2 separate regions of the Sus scrofa genome follow, and region 2 is linked to region 1. A link is a contact called in public promoter capture Hi-C data. All regions are on one chromosome and are shown on one strand. Each heading gives the region's core, a stretch centred on a gene start, on an enhancer-like site or on the middle of the called end of the contact. The rest is flanking DNA. Distances are from core to core; before and after follow the strand shown. Region 1 holds the start of LOC100739098. Region 2 holds the start of KBTBD2 (kelch repeat and BTB domain-containing protein 2).

Evidence for each region. Promoter capture Hi-C pulls out the DNA fragments that hold promoters and counts their contacts.
Region 2: a contact with region 1 is called in a promoter capture Hi-C map of liver, with 3 times the contacts expected there. The contact joins the promoter of KBTBD2 here to the promoter of LOC100739098 in region 1. A contact is called at or near these places in 2 of 5 promoter capture datasets (fetal liver and liver), 17 of 47 Hi-C or Micro-C datasets (alveolar macrophages, blood, brain and 10 more) and 2 of 2 datasets of contacts at active chromatin or transcription factors (alveolar macrophages and skeletal muscle).

The regions. Positions count from the first base shown.
Region 1 is chr18:40,534,611-40,542,276 of Sscrofa11.1, reverse strand. LOC100739098 reads right to left here and starts at 4,054. Exons shown (of 6, transcript XM_021078694.1): 1 at 3,065-4,054; 2 at 1,595-1,633. The coding sequence starts at 3,612.
Region 2 is chr18:40,601,246-40,608,911 of Sscrofa11.1, reverse strand. It overlaps KBTBD2 (kelch repeat and BTB domain-containing protein 2), which reads right to left and starts at 4,454. Exons shown (of 4, transcript XM_021079001.1): 1 at 4,160-4,454.

The DNA of each region.
Region 1 (7,666 bases), core at 2,805-5,304:
GAGGACAGAATAAAGACATTTTCAGATATGCAAGGTGTCAAAAAATTTACTTCCAAAGCACTCTTTCATAGAAGTTACATAGAATGTGCCTCAGCAAAACATGGGAGTAAAGGCAGAAAGAGGAACAGATGCGATCCTGAAATGGGATTCAAGACAGGAGACTGATGAAGGAAGTCCCAGGTTTAGAAAGCAATGAGTGATTATGGGAGGATAACAGATGGAAGATTCTAAATGAAAATAAAGTGGTTAATTAGCTGACATGTAAACATGTAGGAAAGTACTTTCAATTGTGGAGGTTTTTGGGGAAAAAATAGCAGTGGATAATAGAAAACGAAGCAAGTGAAAAACTGAGCGTCTCGTTATCTACTCAAAAGATAACAGTTGTACTCAAATGCAAAAAATATCATAAAACAGTGTTTGGCTCAAAAGTAAACAACACTGTGTAGTTATAACAACGTCAATACTGACGTTGATTAGGAAGTTATTATAACGGAACTATACTGGAAGGTCGGAAACAAGAAAGGCAGGTAAGAGAAATCTTTACCACGACGAGAAGTTAACAGATAATGTCTGAAATTGTTGAATCAAGGAAAGCAGTATAAACATATAATTTAGAGATGTGCAATTACATCCAATAAGCAAACACAAAGGAATACTTGACCTTGTTAGGAGGGAAGAGGGTCAAGGGTTGTGCAGAGAATTATGGGAGGGAGTGAGGGGCTGGGCAGACCACCTCTAATTTCTGTAGCATTTTTAGTACTACTTGAGTTTTTAAATTATATACAAATATTACTCTGGTATGAATTAAACTTAATTAAAAATTATTAAAAAAAATCCAACCCTCTGGACTAAAAAAAGCAAACAAGCCTATGGCCTAGCCATTTTTAAACCTATGAAACTGGAAAAATCCCACTGGTCTAAGAATCAGACACCTGAATTTGGCTCTAGTTTGGCTGGGTAACAGATCCGGGGTTAACCACTGAGCTTCCATTTTCTTAGCTACAAAATGTTATCTTCTTCTTCTGGTCTGTAAGAAAGTTCTTCGAGCTACAAAATAAGTATATAGGATTAGGAGTTCCCATTGTGGTGTAACGGAAACGAATCCGACTAGGAACCGTGAGGTTGTGAGGTTGTGGGTTCAGCCCCTGGCCTCCCTCAGTGGGTTAAGGAGTTGCCCTGAGCTGTGGTGTGGGTTGCAGACGTGGCTTGGATCTGGTTTTGCTATGGCTGTGACGTAGGCCAGCAGCTGTAGCCCGGATTCGACCCCTAGCCTGGGTGTGGGTCCATATGCCCTGGGTGTGACCCTAAAAAGCAAAAAAGAATTAAATAAATAAGATTAACCACCATCTGGCATCCTATAGTTAAAGATACTGAGGGCTGATCTGGGCTAAGCCCTGCCTGAGCCCAGGATGCCTTGAAGGGACTGTGGAAGCCAGCAATGCAGCACCTGTATCCACAACCACTACCTAGGAGGTGAAATTCAGCTCAAGAGCCACAAGGAAAGAAGCAGGCCAGGCTCCAAGGAATCAATGCTCTTTGTCAAACTCACAAGAGGTTAATGAGACAGATTAACCCTTTGAGAACCTTTTCTTACATGATTGTCTCAGCAACCAAGAGAAGGTAGGAGATGTGCCTGCAACAGAAATAAATCAAATACTTAGTGTACACCAAACTTAGATTTCTAAAGCTAATTATGTTTGGTTTTTTTTTTTTTTAATCTTTTTGTATTTTATAGGGCCGCACCCACGACATATGGAGGTTCCCAGGCTAGGGGTCTAATTGGAGCTGCAGCTGCCAGCCTTTGCCAGAGCCACAGCAACGCCAGATCCCAGCCGCGTCTGGGACCTACACCACTGCTCATGGCAACTACGGATCCTTAACCCGCTGATCGAGGCCTGGGATCAAACCCACAACCTCATGGTTCCTAGCCGGATTCGTTAACCACTGAGCCACGATGGGAACTCCTCTAAAGCTAATTATGGAATGACAGAATCACAGGAGAGTGAAAGGGTCCATTAATCCAAGCTTCCAGCTGATGTTAAATCTCCTTTACAAGCCACCCTCCTCTCAGTGATTATCTGGATTCTCCTCCAGCCCAAGCAGCCACGCTAACCAGCAAGAATATATGATCAGCCTCCTAAGTCAGGCCACGCTGACCAGCAAGAATACATGACCTGGTCCTAATTCTTCTTCTTGAGCCAGAACTGGCCTCTCTGTAGCTCCCACCCTCAATTCCTGTAACAACAACAACAACAAAAAATCCTGAAGACCTGAGAGAACCTATCCGTGCTCTTCCACCTGACAGCTCCTCCAGAATATTTAGGGACCAAGCCCTCACCCACTGCTTATTCTTCCTCCTCACTTCACTAATGTTATGGGATCGGGCTCTCTTCTGTATTACTATTGATTTTTTTTGTTTCTCAGCCGCACCCCGGGAGCACAGGGACGTTCCCAGGCCAGGGATCAAATCTTGAGCCGGAGCTGCGCCTTACGCCGCAGCTGCAGCCAGGCCAGATCCGTAACCCACTGCGCCAGGCCAGGGATCCAGCCCGCGCCTCCACCGAGGGAAGGCTGGTCGTTAACCCGCTGCGCCACAGCAGGAACTCCTCTCCTCCCTTACGTACAGCAAAAGATGAAAAGAACGAGGATTTTCTCCAATTCACTGCGAGCCCCTGGAACTGAGAAACAGGGGAGCAGCAAAGCGCTCAGCCCCACTTCTCGGCGGTCCGTCCCCAATCCGGCCCCAGCGCCTACCAGCGCTCCCGACCACACCGACCTCGCCGCACCAGGAATAAAACCGTCGCCTCCTGCCGGGGAAACGCCCGCCTGCCGCCGCCGCCGCGAGCCAGGGGCCGGCCTCGGGGTGGAGTCTCCTCCTCCTTCCCCCGTGGAGGGGCCGCTGGACGTCGAGGGTCCCGCCGCCCGGGCCTTAACCAGCATCCGGCTCGCTGGGGTCCGACGGGCCCATATGCCCACTCCTGGGTCTCCGAGCGCCTCGCGACCCTCAGGCCCCAACCCCTTTCCTCGCAGAAGTCGGGCGCGGGCGTGACGAACGGGGACTCACAAGGACTCCAGGTGCTTGAGCTGCTGCAGCTGCTGCGCGTCCTGCCGCCGCCGCTTCTGCTCTCGGCGCCGCTGCAGCTCCTGCTCCTGGGGCTCCCGCGGCCGCCGCGCGCCCCTGTTCCCGGCGTCGTCGCGCCCGGGCCGGGACGACATCGCGGCCCCGCGCGGCGCAGAGGCGGAGGCGGCCCCGCGCTGGTCAGCGAAGACGGCACTTCCTCCGCCCCTCGCGCGCCTGGCGCCGCAGCGCCCCCTCCCGCCGCGGCTCCGCGGCCCGCCAGGCACGGCCGGGTGTCCCCGCCGAGGCCTCCCGCCCCTCGCCTCCGGCCCGGCTGCCTCCCTGCGGCGCAGCCGCACGTCGGCGTTCGGAGCGCCGGAACCCTGCCGCGGGGTTGGCCGGTGCCGGAGGCAGGAGCGCGCCCTCTGGCGGCGGCCGGGAGCTCGGCGCTGAGTATGCTGCAGTGGGAGCCTGAGCTTCCACTTTGTTCTCTTGAAATATCTCCTCCGAAGCTTCAGGGATGGAAAGCCGTGCAGTTGCTTTGAGGCCACCATGCTGCAAGGAAGCCCAAACTAACTCTTGGGGATAGATCACGCGAAGAGGCCCTGAGACTCAATAAAAAACGGGTTGTCAGATCAGACCTCACTGTCTGATCACACCCGACCCCTGGTTAGATGACTTCCAAAATGCATGCCAGAGGTGACTCTCAAGTGGATCATATCAACCAAGCTGGACTAGAATTGTTCCTCCCCTTTTGGGGAGGCTTTGTTGCCGGCCAAGTTAGGCACTTAAAGTACAAGAAAAGAAGAAAGAAGATGGAAGAAGGAAAAGATAAAAGAAAAAACATTCTCTAGTCACGACCGGCAACCTGATACCATGCAAGCAAATTATCTGAAAACTTTGGGATATACTTATGTGCAGAAACCAATTCGTTGGATTTCTCTCACCAGCAATTTTTTTGGGGGGTATATTTAGGCCCACACCAGGGGCATATGGAAGTTCCCAGGTTAGGGGTCAAATCTGAGCTGTAGCAGCTGACTTACAGCCACAGCAACGCCAGATGTGAGCAGAGTCTTCGATCTACACCACAGGTCACCGAAATGCGGGATCCTTAACCCCCAGCAAGGCTACCACTGAGCCACAACCCGAAAGCTCTATCCACCAGCAATTTAAAGAAGTCAATTTGCCTAACAGTGATTTGATCTCTCAGCAAGAAGACCCAGGGATTGATAATTCCATTTTAGCAAGTATTAGTCAAAATTCTTTTGGAAAAAAAACAATGGGCCAAAATCCAAATCAAACTGTTTTAAGAAAAAAAAATTTAGGATTTATTGGCTTACACATGTGAAATGTCATGGGGTGGAACTTCAGGAGCAGCTGGGTCTGAGTGCTGATTTGCTATAGTCAGTAATTTCTCCCTCAGTTTCACTTTCTGTTGTATTGCTTCATTTTTTGTACTTTCTCCCATTGTGGAGGCAAAGATGGCTACTGGAAGCCAAAGATGGCCAACAAATTAGTAGCTCCAGCTGGAAGTAATTTGGATCATAAATTGGCTGGCAACAGGGAGTTCCCTTCGTGGCTCAGTGGTTAATGAACCCGACTAGGATCCATGAGGATGTGGGTTCGATCCCTGGCTTCGATCAGTGGGTTAAGGAGCCAACACTGCCATGAGCTGTGGTGTAGGTCCCAGATGCAGCTTGGATCCTGCGTTGCTATGGCTATGGTGGAGGCTGGCCACTTCAGCTCTGATTGGACCCCTATCCTGGGAACTTCTACATGCCACAGGTGCTGCCCTAAAAAGAAAAAAAAATTGGCTGGTAACAAAGCCTTCCCAGGAGAGGAGGAACAATTCTAGTCCAGCTTGGTTGATGTGATCTAGGCTTAAGATTTCTCTCTCAGTTCCAATGAGAATTCCATGTATTATACTCATTGGCTTAACAAGAGTCATGTAGCTGTCATGGAAACAATCTCTGTGGTCAAGGAGATACAGTACACTGACTGCTCAAGCCTATGTTACATATCCACCCTAAATCCCAGGAGTGGATCAGCTTTATTCAAGCCCTATAGACTGATAGTGGTGGAGGGGTTGTTCCCCAAGCAAGATTTAGGTGCTATTAACAGAGGGAGGAAGGAGTCCCCGTCATGGCTCAGTGGTTAATGAATTCGACTAGGAACCATGAGGTTGCGGTTTGATCCCTGGTCTTGCTCAGTGGGTTGAGGATCCAGTGTTGCTGTGAGCTGTGGTGTAGGTTGCAGACACGGCTGGGATGCCATGTTGCTGTGGCTCTGGCATAGGCTTGGCAGCTACAGCTCCGATTGGACCCCTGGCCTGGGAACCTCCATATGCCACGGGTGCAGCCCTAGAAAAGGCAAAAAACAAAACAAACAAACAGAGGGAGGGAGGGAGAGAGAGAGAAAGAGAGAGGGTGATGGGAAAGAAGAAGATGAGAAAGAGGAAATGCTACACAATTGGGTTGTGATCACTGTACAACTATACAATGGAGGAGGAAAAGGAGGAAGGGGAAGAAAGAGTGATGCCGTGATGCTGGGCAGGGAAAAATAACGGAGGTACAGTTCAGTAGTCTGACAGCTTAGCCCAGTACCACATCCTGGGCTACATTCTGGACATGGCTCCTTGATGATTACCCAGCTTACAAAGCAGTGAAAATTCTTTTACTACTTATATCCACCTGTTTATGTGAATCTGAATCTGGGTTCTTTACATATTTTGACACCAGATTGAGAAGTTTCCTGGTCATCAATCCAGGGTGATATGCCAGGTGTTGTGGTTACTCTACAGAAGTTTGATGAATTGGTGCAATCACTGTGGAAAACAGAATGGAGATTCCTCAGAAAACTGAAAATAGAATTACTATTTGATCCAGCAATCCCACTCCTGGGCATCTATCCAGAGAAAACCATGACTTGAAAAGATACATGTACTCCAGTTTCATTGAAGCACTATATACAATAGCCAAGACATGGAAGCAACCTAAATGTCCATCGAAAGAGGAGTGGATAAAGAAGATGTGGTACCTATACACAATGGAATATTACTCAGCCATTAAAAGGAAAGAAATAATGGCATTTGCAGCAACACGTACGGACCTAGAAATTATCATGCTAAGTGAAGTCCGTCAGGCAGTGAGACACTAACATCATATGCTATCACTTACATGTGGAATCTAAAAAAGGACACAATGAACTTCTTTGTAGGACAGATACTGACTCATAGACTTTGAAAAACTTATGGTTTCCAAATGAGACAGGTTACAGGGTCGGGGTTGGGCTGGGGTTTGGGATGGAAATGCTACAAAATTGGGTTGTGATGATCATTGTACAACTATAAATGTAATAAAATTCATTGAGTAATAAAAAAAGAAGTCTGATGGATCCTTCCCTACCCAAAATTGGTTTGCTGTCAAGACTAATGAGGCCGCATAGGCACCAAGTCAGTAGGAAGAAATTTATTACTTACATATTGAGGCTTTCTGGGTAAGCAGGTCAGGCACCTAAACCAGTCCAAAAATAGCTTCAGCAAAGGAAAGGCGAGTGACTCTGGGTTTTATTGTGTTTAGGGGTGGAAACTGGTTGAACCTTCCCACACACAGGCCAAGGCTTTGTGTGGTTAGAACTTCCCTCTGGTGCCAAGAGAAGGAGTTGTGGGCTTTCTTATCAGCTTGCCCACGGATGGGAAGGAAGGGAACAGTGGAAGTGGGCTTGAAGGCTGTCAGTGGTCAACATCAAAATGGAGGCAAGGGAGTTCCCACTGTGGCTCAGCGGGTTAAGGACCTGACATTGTCTAAGGATTTGGGTTTGATCCCTACTAGCTCAGTGGGTTAAAGATCTGGTGTTGCTGTGGCTCTGGCGTATGTATCTTAGCTTCATTTCCAGTTAGACCCCAGCTGGGAACTTCCATATGCCACAGGCGTGGCTGTAAAAAGTAAAAGAGAAAGAAAAAAAATTGGAATCAGGGAGTTCCCAGGTGGCCTAGTGATTAGGGATCTGGTGTTGTCATTGCTGTGGCTCAGGTTCCCTGGCCTGGGAATTTCCACATGCTGAAGGCAAGGCAAAAAAAAAAAAAAAAAAAAGGAGGCAGATACTTTTTTTTTTTTTTTTTTGCCTTTTTGCCATTTCTTGGGCCGCTCTCGCGGCATATGGAGGTTCCCAGGCTAGGGGTTGAATCGCCGCCAGCCTACACCAGAGCCACAGCAACATAGGATCTGAGCCGCGTGTACAACCTACACCACAGCTCACGGCAATGCCAGATCCTTAACCCACTGAGCAAGGCCAGGGACTGAACCCGCAACCTCATGGTTCCTAGTTGGATGTGTTAACCACTGAGCCACGACGGGAACTCCCTGGCAGATTCTTTATTACACAGGGCCACCTCTCAAATTCAGCCTTATCTTCTGATTGTGATTAAACTCAATGTAGTAACCTTTCATCTGGTAAGCAATGAGACACAGGAATTCTTTCCCTGGTGGTTATGATTCTGAATCATTATTCTTACCCATCATCCTATATTTATGCCTATAGCATCTGGAGGCATGTGCAGGTACAGTTCCTTTCCAGAAAGAGAGAGTACAGAGATTATTACCCAACCAT
Region 2 (7,666 bases), core at 3,205-5,704, 66 kb before region 1:
TACAGAAGATAGACAACTTTTGTTGGAATGAATTCAAGGCATTTTGTTCTTTTTTTTTGTTGCTGTTGTTGTTGTTGTTGCTATTTCTTGGGCCGCTCCCTCGGCATATGGAGGTTCCCAGGCGAGGGGTCGAATCAGAGCTGTAGCCACCGGCCTACACCAGAGCCACAGCAACGCGGGATCCGAGCCGCGTCTGCAACCTACACCACAGCTCACGGCAACGCCGGATCATTAACCCACTGAGCAAGGGCAGGGACCGAACCCGCAACCTCATGGTTCCTAGCCGGATTCGTTAACCACTGCGCCACGACGGGAACTCCTCAAGGCATTTTGAATGTCAAGTATTGCCAAAAAATTAAGAGCATGAACTGTGGAGCCAAATTACTTGGGTCGAATGCCCAATTTTGCAACTTAGTGATTTTTTTTTTCATAAGTTATTTACTTTCTGTGTTGTAGGATGCTTATCTGTGAAATGGGGGACAAAAAATACAACTCTTCTCAATAGATTAGGATTAAATAAGATTTGTGGTTGCTGTTTTTTAGCTGCACCCATGGCATAAGGAAATTCCCGGGCTAGGGATTGAACCCAAACTATAGCAGTAACAATGCCAGCTCCTTAACCTGCTGAGCCACCAGGGAACTCTAGGACTAAATGAGTTCTATGAAGAACTTGGAACAGTAACTGACACATAGCACTACATAAATATTTGCAATTTTTTTTCACCCCACTCACCGGTCAAGCTTTTTGCAACACTTTCTGAACTTTTTGAATCGTCACACCTATATAGGTCTAAGGGTCCCAATTACAAGGTTTCAGCACTGAAAAACAGTTCTCTTTTCACCCTAGGTGAGTGGCTAAGTGGTATTTTAGATTAAAAAAAAATTTATTCAAAGATTTTAGGGAGGATTTTGATGGTACAAATCATGAACCAAACTAGTTCAACAGAGACCAATCGTGAGAAGACTGATGTCTGTACAGAAAAACTAAATGATAGCCAGGAAGGCACCAGTCATAAAACAAGCCTTTCTTCATTTCAATGAGAAGACAGGTTTCTCCTTATGGAGGACAAAATACTGGTGCCAGAAATAGTTAGCTTTCAAGTTATCAAAACAACCTTTGACAGTTGAGAATGTTTGGAAGACCACTTAATCTTTAGATTGATTGTCAACCACTACACAAATAGAATTTTTTGGAGTTGTGACAAACATCAATGAAAAAGCAAATATCTTGCCTTTTGAAGAATGTATCAAGTTTGATAAACTTCAGTTTAGCTTCCTCTAATCAAATTCAGGGCTTAGGTCTATTCCCCTGTGCTCTCCTTTCCAATCATACTGAAAAGACAACACGGTTCCATCAAGTTAATTATGCTCAGTACCCTAAGTAAATTCAGGTCATCTGTAGTACATTATGATTAATAAGTTATCTCACTTTTAAAAAATTAAACAAGACCATAAAGGAGACACCATCTGTGACAGAATAATTACATGAGAGTAGTATGTCCTTTTATTTTGGATATCACTTTTCTTTTTTCCTCTCAGCTCTGAACAGACTTAAGAAAGCTGGAGAAATACAGACTGAAGCAAAAGTTTTCCAATGGGATTTTCTTTACCACCAAATCAATGATTTTTTTAAAATACCACTGCAGAAGAAAATATTTCACAGATATTAAACATACTCATGAGGTCATTAAGAGCTTAGCCACTTAACAATGATTGACAACGGAAATTTCTTTAAAAAAAAAAAAAAAAAAGTAGGAGTTCCCGTCGTGGTGCAGTGGTTAACGAATCCGACTAGGAACCATGAGGTTGCGGGTTCGGTCCCTGCCCTTGCTCAGTGGGTTAACGATCTGGCGTTGCCGTGAGCTGTGGTGTAGGTTGCAGACGCGGCTCGGATCCCGAGTTGCTGTGGCTCTGGCGTAGGCCGGTGGCTACAGTGGCTACAGCTCCGATTCGACCCCTCGCCTGGGAACCTCCATATGCCGAGGGAGCGGCCCAAGAAATAGCAACAACAACAACAACAAAAAAAAAGACAAAAGACAAAAAAAAAAAAAAAAAAAGGTAAACTGAGGAATACTTAGAATCTGTTGCCTATGATGGAACTCACTACATATCACCACTTGTTAGAGGTATGGGTGTGGAGCTGAGGAAAAAAAGAGAATTTAAAAAAGCTTGTTTCATTAAATGGTTATATTTTCTCCAAATCTCCTACAATAATCCCTTCTTCTCACACAGAGGAATCCAGATACTGACAATTCTTGGCAAGAGAACCAGGAGTAATCTTCATATATTTAAAAAGTTACTTGAATTAGTTACTTATAGTACTGAGTTATTTAAATATCATCTGCTCTATTCAAACTCCACAAAATTGAAAATGATAATACTAACATATAATGAAGGATTTTGACGTTTTCATTCATATTTTTTATGACAGCAAAACCAATCCTTTTTCCTGGTTGTAGGAATGTGGGCAAGGAGAAAAACAATTATTTTCTAAATAAATAAGTAAAATCTTTGAGAATACCTTTTGGCTTTTAAGACTGCATTCAAGCTTCCATGGATTTACCATCCACGTTAAACCTATTTACAATGTTTGCATTTAATGAATTATTCTCACCCATCTCCTTAAAGGCCGTGTGAATAACCAAAGTTAACCGCATTTATGGTAATGCTTATTGCCAGAGCAAAAAAGAGAAAACTGATAGCATCCTACAAAACTGGCTGTAGAGAAAATAGCACTATGTGGAAAAGCATAAACTATAAAGCATGCTCAACCGAAGTGCCATTGTCCTGCAGTGTTTACTGAGGACAACCACCTCTGGAGAATTTCAGGGCCCAAACTAAAGGGGCTTCAATGAGCACTAGACCAACAAAAGATTAAAGTGAACTAAGCTGAACATCAGCAAAATTTCACATCATCAAGACTAGCAAACAACTGACTGGTTTGACTTTTTCGATTTTCTTTCCGTCACAAACAGCCCTTCTGAAAAAAAGGTTAGGAAGAAAGCCGTTACCAAAGCTTAACCAAAATAAGTCACACACAGTTGCGATAGCTGAAGTCCATACCACTAAAACACAGGCAAAAATTCACAACACGGAGAGAAGGAAGAAGGAAAAAAAAAACAAAAACAAAAAAACGCACTGTTAATTAATTGCTTCAAAAGGAAATATAATTTTAACCAGGCCACACTGCCGATAGGTTGTCTGCGAATGCCAGAACGCTCAGGGAGCCAGACGTACAGATTCATGTATCAACAACACGTGACCAGAGCTGTACCGTACCCTACGTTTTTCTAAGGCTGATATGGTAGACAGATACTTCACACACACATACACTTTCAGAGTTAATTTTCCACTTTAAACTGTTTTTCTAGTTTCACTTGTGGGGGCCATCGTGGCATCGGACAATTCTAGAAATCTGCAGACTGTACATTCCTTTCCCTTTGAGGTACCCAAGAGAGAGAGTAGGTTAATAAACCAGGGGAAAAAAAAAAAACAAAACCAAACCTGTTAACTCGAAATAACTACATCAAACTAACGGATACTCTTCTACTCCAAGGTTTCTCAATTCATAGGGAGACAGGGTGGTCGAGTTCAAATAAGTTAGGGATTTCACAGTCTAAAGTAAACACGCACACAATTTTCCGTTTCAAAGGGCAGATTCTGCCGTCTTTTAAAAATCACGAGCAGATCACAATGGGACCTCTGTTAATCTAAACATCTCCTGGCTACTTCAGATGTACCGGGAAAGAAAAACATGCGAGCGAAGGGCTTGCCCTCCTTCTGCCCACCGTCTCGCGAAGATGTCGCGAGTCGTTAAGGGAAACAGCTTGATTTGGGCCAGCGCGGGCGCCAGCCGGGGCCAGGGCGCCGCCCGGGAGACCCGCGGCCGGAAACGCCCCCGCGAGCGGCGCACCGGCCGGACGCCGGGCCGCAGAGGGGCCGCCGCGGGGTGGGGAGCAAGGCGCCGACCGCCCGCGCCCCTCCCCCGCCCGTGGCGGAAGCGTCTCGGGTTTGAAAGATGCCGCCGCCGCCGCCGCCCCCCGCCCGGCGAGCCACAAAGAGCCGAGCCCCCTCCCGCCGCGGCCCTCCTCCCCCAGTTCCTCCACAGGTCGTCCCCGGCTCCCCCCCCCCCGGCCCAGCACTGACGACGCCTGCTCACCCGAGTCCCTCTGTCCCGAGGGTTAGGATCCGGTGCGGCTGGCGGCCCCGAAGACACTGGGCCCCTGGGGCGCGGCGGCGGGGGCGTGGCCCTCCCGCGGCGTCCAGGGCCGGGGTCTCGCCTCCCGCCTAGGAAGGCTGGCGCCGCCGCCTTCTCTTCCTTCCGGTTTCCCTCGCGCCCTCCCTCGGCAGGTCCGTCCCGAGCGGAAAGCAGCGTCCTCTCTAGGCGCCGCCGCACGCTCCCCAGGGCCCGACCACCGCCAAACTCCTCCCCCGGGAGCCGCGCCGCCCGCACCGCCTCGTCAGCCCCGGGGCCGCGAGACGCCCGGCTCGCCGCTCCTGCCCCGCCCCTGCGGCGCGCTCTCGCTCCCCTTGGCGGGCCCCTTCCGAGGCCCGGGAACGCGCGGACAGCGGACTGTGGGCCAGCCTTTGCCAAGTCTCCTTTTCCGCCGCCCGCGCGCGCCTAGCAGCACAAACGTCAGTTTTGCAGTTTCCCGGGTTCTGGAGACGCCCCCCGCCCCCCCAACGCCGCCCCGCCCTTTTCCTTTGCTGAATCCCACCGGAAAGCCAAAACAATTGGGTCCGCGCAGGCGCGAGAAGGAAGCGGAAAGAGCAGGAAGGGCGGGGGAGGCGCGAAATGACGGGGAAATGCTTTTGAAGGGGTTTCCCGGGGAAGGTCAGCGGAGAGCCCGCGGAGAGCGCGTGCGCGGCCGAGGGGTCGCCCGTGAGACCCGCCGGCCTGGGGCGCAAGGGGGGCGGGGGTTCGGGCGGTGGAGGGTTCTGGGGTGCTACGCTGGCGAAGAGAGGCCCGATAAATTGAGTGCTAGGAACTACAGACAGCTTTATGCCTGTTTTTCCCCCTTGAAATATAGAAATTTGCAGGCTGGGTGAGAGAGTGAGAATGAGGAGCACTGAAAAACATCAGACCATGAAAGAAAGAGAAATTGGGCGGCTGGCTAAGTAGGCTTTGTCTCCTAAGCCCCTAATCTCCAAAACAGGCCCTCCACTTTGCAGAGCATGTTCCGTTTTCCTGATCGAAGCAAGAGAGGCTTCACGTCCTGGTTTCAAGGCCAAGGAAAAGCAAAACAACACCCCAAAGGGCCTGCAGCCCTGGGGAGGGAACCGTTGGCCTGCGGAGGGGAGGCTCTGAACGCCAGAGAGTTTGTGCTGCAATGCAGCGGCTACCTGCTCTCCAAACCCGAGCCTTCAGCTTCACATGTGAGATCTTTGCAGTAGCCGAACGCTGTGGTCTCCACTTGGTACTGCTAGCAGGCAGAAAGTTGTAGATTTACTCTCTCTTTTGATAGAAGTTATTCGTGGATCAAAGTTGTCAGAAATGGCCGCATAGGCTTCATCCTCCCTCCTAACTTCCACTCTTGGCACAAGCCCAATCTGGTGAATGTACATGACTAATTATAAACGAAGTGCATATGTGTTACTGAAGAGATTCTTTAAGCTAGACTAAATCAACTGAATACACACCAAAATGTGTGTATCTGGGACTACTGATAAGGATTTTGCAGTAGAGTCTAGAAACCAGCTCAATTTAACAAATCTTTATTGAGTGTCCAGTATGCTTTTACTCTGCTTCGTCTGATTAAATGTTTAAGTCTTTTGATATTTAACAACAAAGAAGCCATACAAGAGATTCAGTCATCCATTTAACAAACACTTGAGCACCTACTCTGTGCCAGAGTGGATCCTGGAGATGCAAAGCCTAAACAAAGAAGGCAGAAACAAATAATATAGTAAGAGTGTGTTTTGTTCTGTAGAGACGAGAGCTATTTAGGATTTTGATAAGATTTTAGAAAAATGACTGTGAAGTGCGGTAGATACTGGACTGAGTGTGGGGATACTTTTAGGAAGCTGTAACAAATAGTCCAGACAGATAGAGCAGGAGTCCAAACTAATGTAGTGGCAGTAGGGATAGTGAAGCAGAGATGGATTTGAAACTAGCTACATATAATAAACAATACTTGATTAAGAGAATGAGGGAAAATAGAAGTGAAGGACGACTCAGTTTTCCAGTTAGGGTAATTAGATAGTAGTATCAGTAACTATACAGAGAGTAGCTAATTTAAGGATGAAAGAGAGTACTAAAAGTTGTCATTTTACTAGTTGTCCAGTTAGGAATACATTTGGCTGCAAATAAAAAAGATTCTATTGCAGTGGTCTCTTTGGTCATCTCTCTGCAGCGGTTAGTTATCCTTGGTTCAACAACTCAAGAACAGCAGAGCCACAATTTCTGTGTTTCTTGACATTCCTCTCATGGTTGCAAGATGGTTGCAGCAATTTCAGCCTTTACACTGTTGTTCGAGGCAGGAAGATAGGAAAAGGAGTGGCTTCAGCCACTTTTTTTTCCCCCCTCCCCAGGAAAGTGAAAGCTTTTCCAGGATAATACCCCATACCCTCAGCTCACCAGACTTTCACATATCTCATTTTCTAGGACTGTAATTTGACAAACTAAAGCTGAAAGGAATTTTTCCAAGCTCTAAGGAAAGGTGGTAAAGAAGTAAAGCATGCAGAATGGATATTGGGTCAAATAGCAGTCTGCTAGCTAATGCTGAAAGCATCCCTTTTTAACATTTAAAACACTGAGGACTGTCAGGCTGAAGTTTCTAAAGTTTCAAAGAAGACTTTTTTTTTTTTTTTTTTGATGTTTTTACGTAACAGAGAAAGAACAGTTTATCCTCAATTATTTGTACTTGTTTGCCATTCCTTCCTTTCTCAAAGTTGCCATCCCTTAAATAAAGCCTCAGAGGGATTGGAACAATCAGGAAACAGGGGCTGCTGTGGTCAGAGAAGGCTGACTCCTTGCAGCTGCTGTGGTAGAACAACTGTAGGGTATTTGGCATTATGAACATCAATGCCACCTTGACTTCTTTACAGATTTTGCCTCTTAGCATGGAAGCAGAATAATCACAGCCAATCAAGAGTTTCCAGTTTACGGAGATCATAAATTGGTATTTTCTAGCAATTATACTAACTTTTTTGCAATGTATAGTAGCTTCCATGTGATCTATATCCCAACCTGGGGACATTATACTGTTTAAAACATTCCCTTTTAGGAGTTCCCATCGTGGCTCAGAGGTTAACGAACGCAACGAGTATCCATGATGATGTGGGTTTGATCCCTGGCCTTGCTCAGTGGGTTACCACGAGCTGTGGTGTAGGTTGCAGACGTAGCTTGGATCCCGTTGCTGTGGCTGTGGTGTAGGCCAGCGGCTGCAGCTCTGATTTGATCCCTAGCCTGGGAACTTCCATATGCTGTGTGTGCAGCCCTCAAAAGACAAAGAATTCCATTTTAGGTAACAAGGTATTTTCTTTCAATTAGTGCTAATGACCATGAAAAAGTATCCTCCTCAGATAGCATTTTTTTTTTTTTTTTTTTTTTGGCCACTCCTGTGGCATTCCTCGGTCAGGGATTGTATTTAAGCAGTGACAATGCTGGATCCTTAACCACTAGGCTGCCAGGGAACTCTGACTACATTTTAAACACAATTCTAGA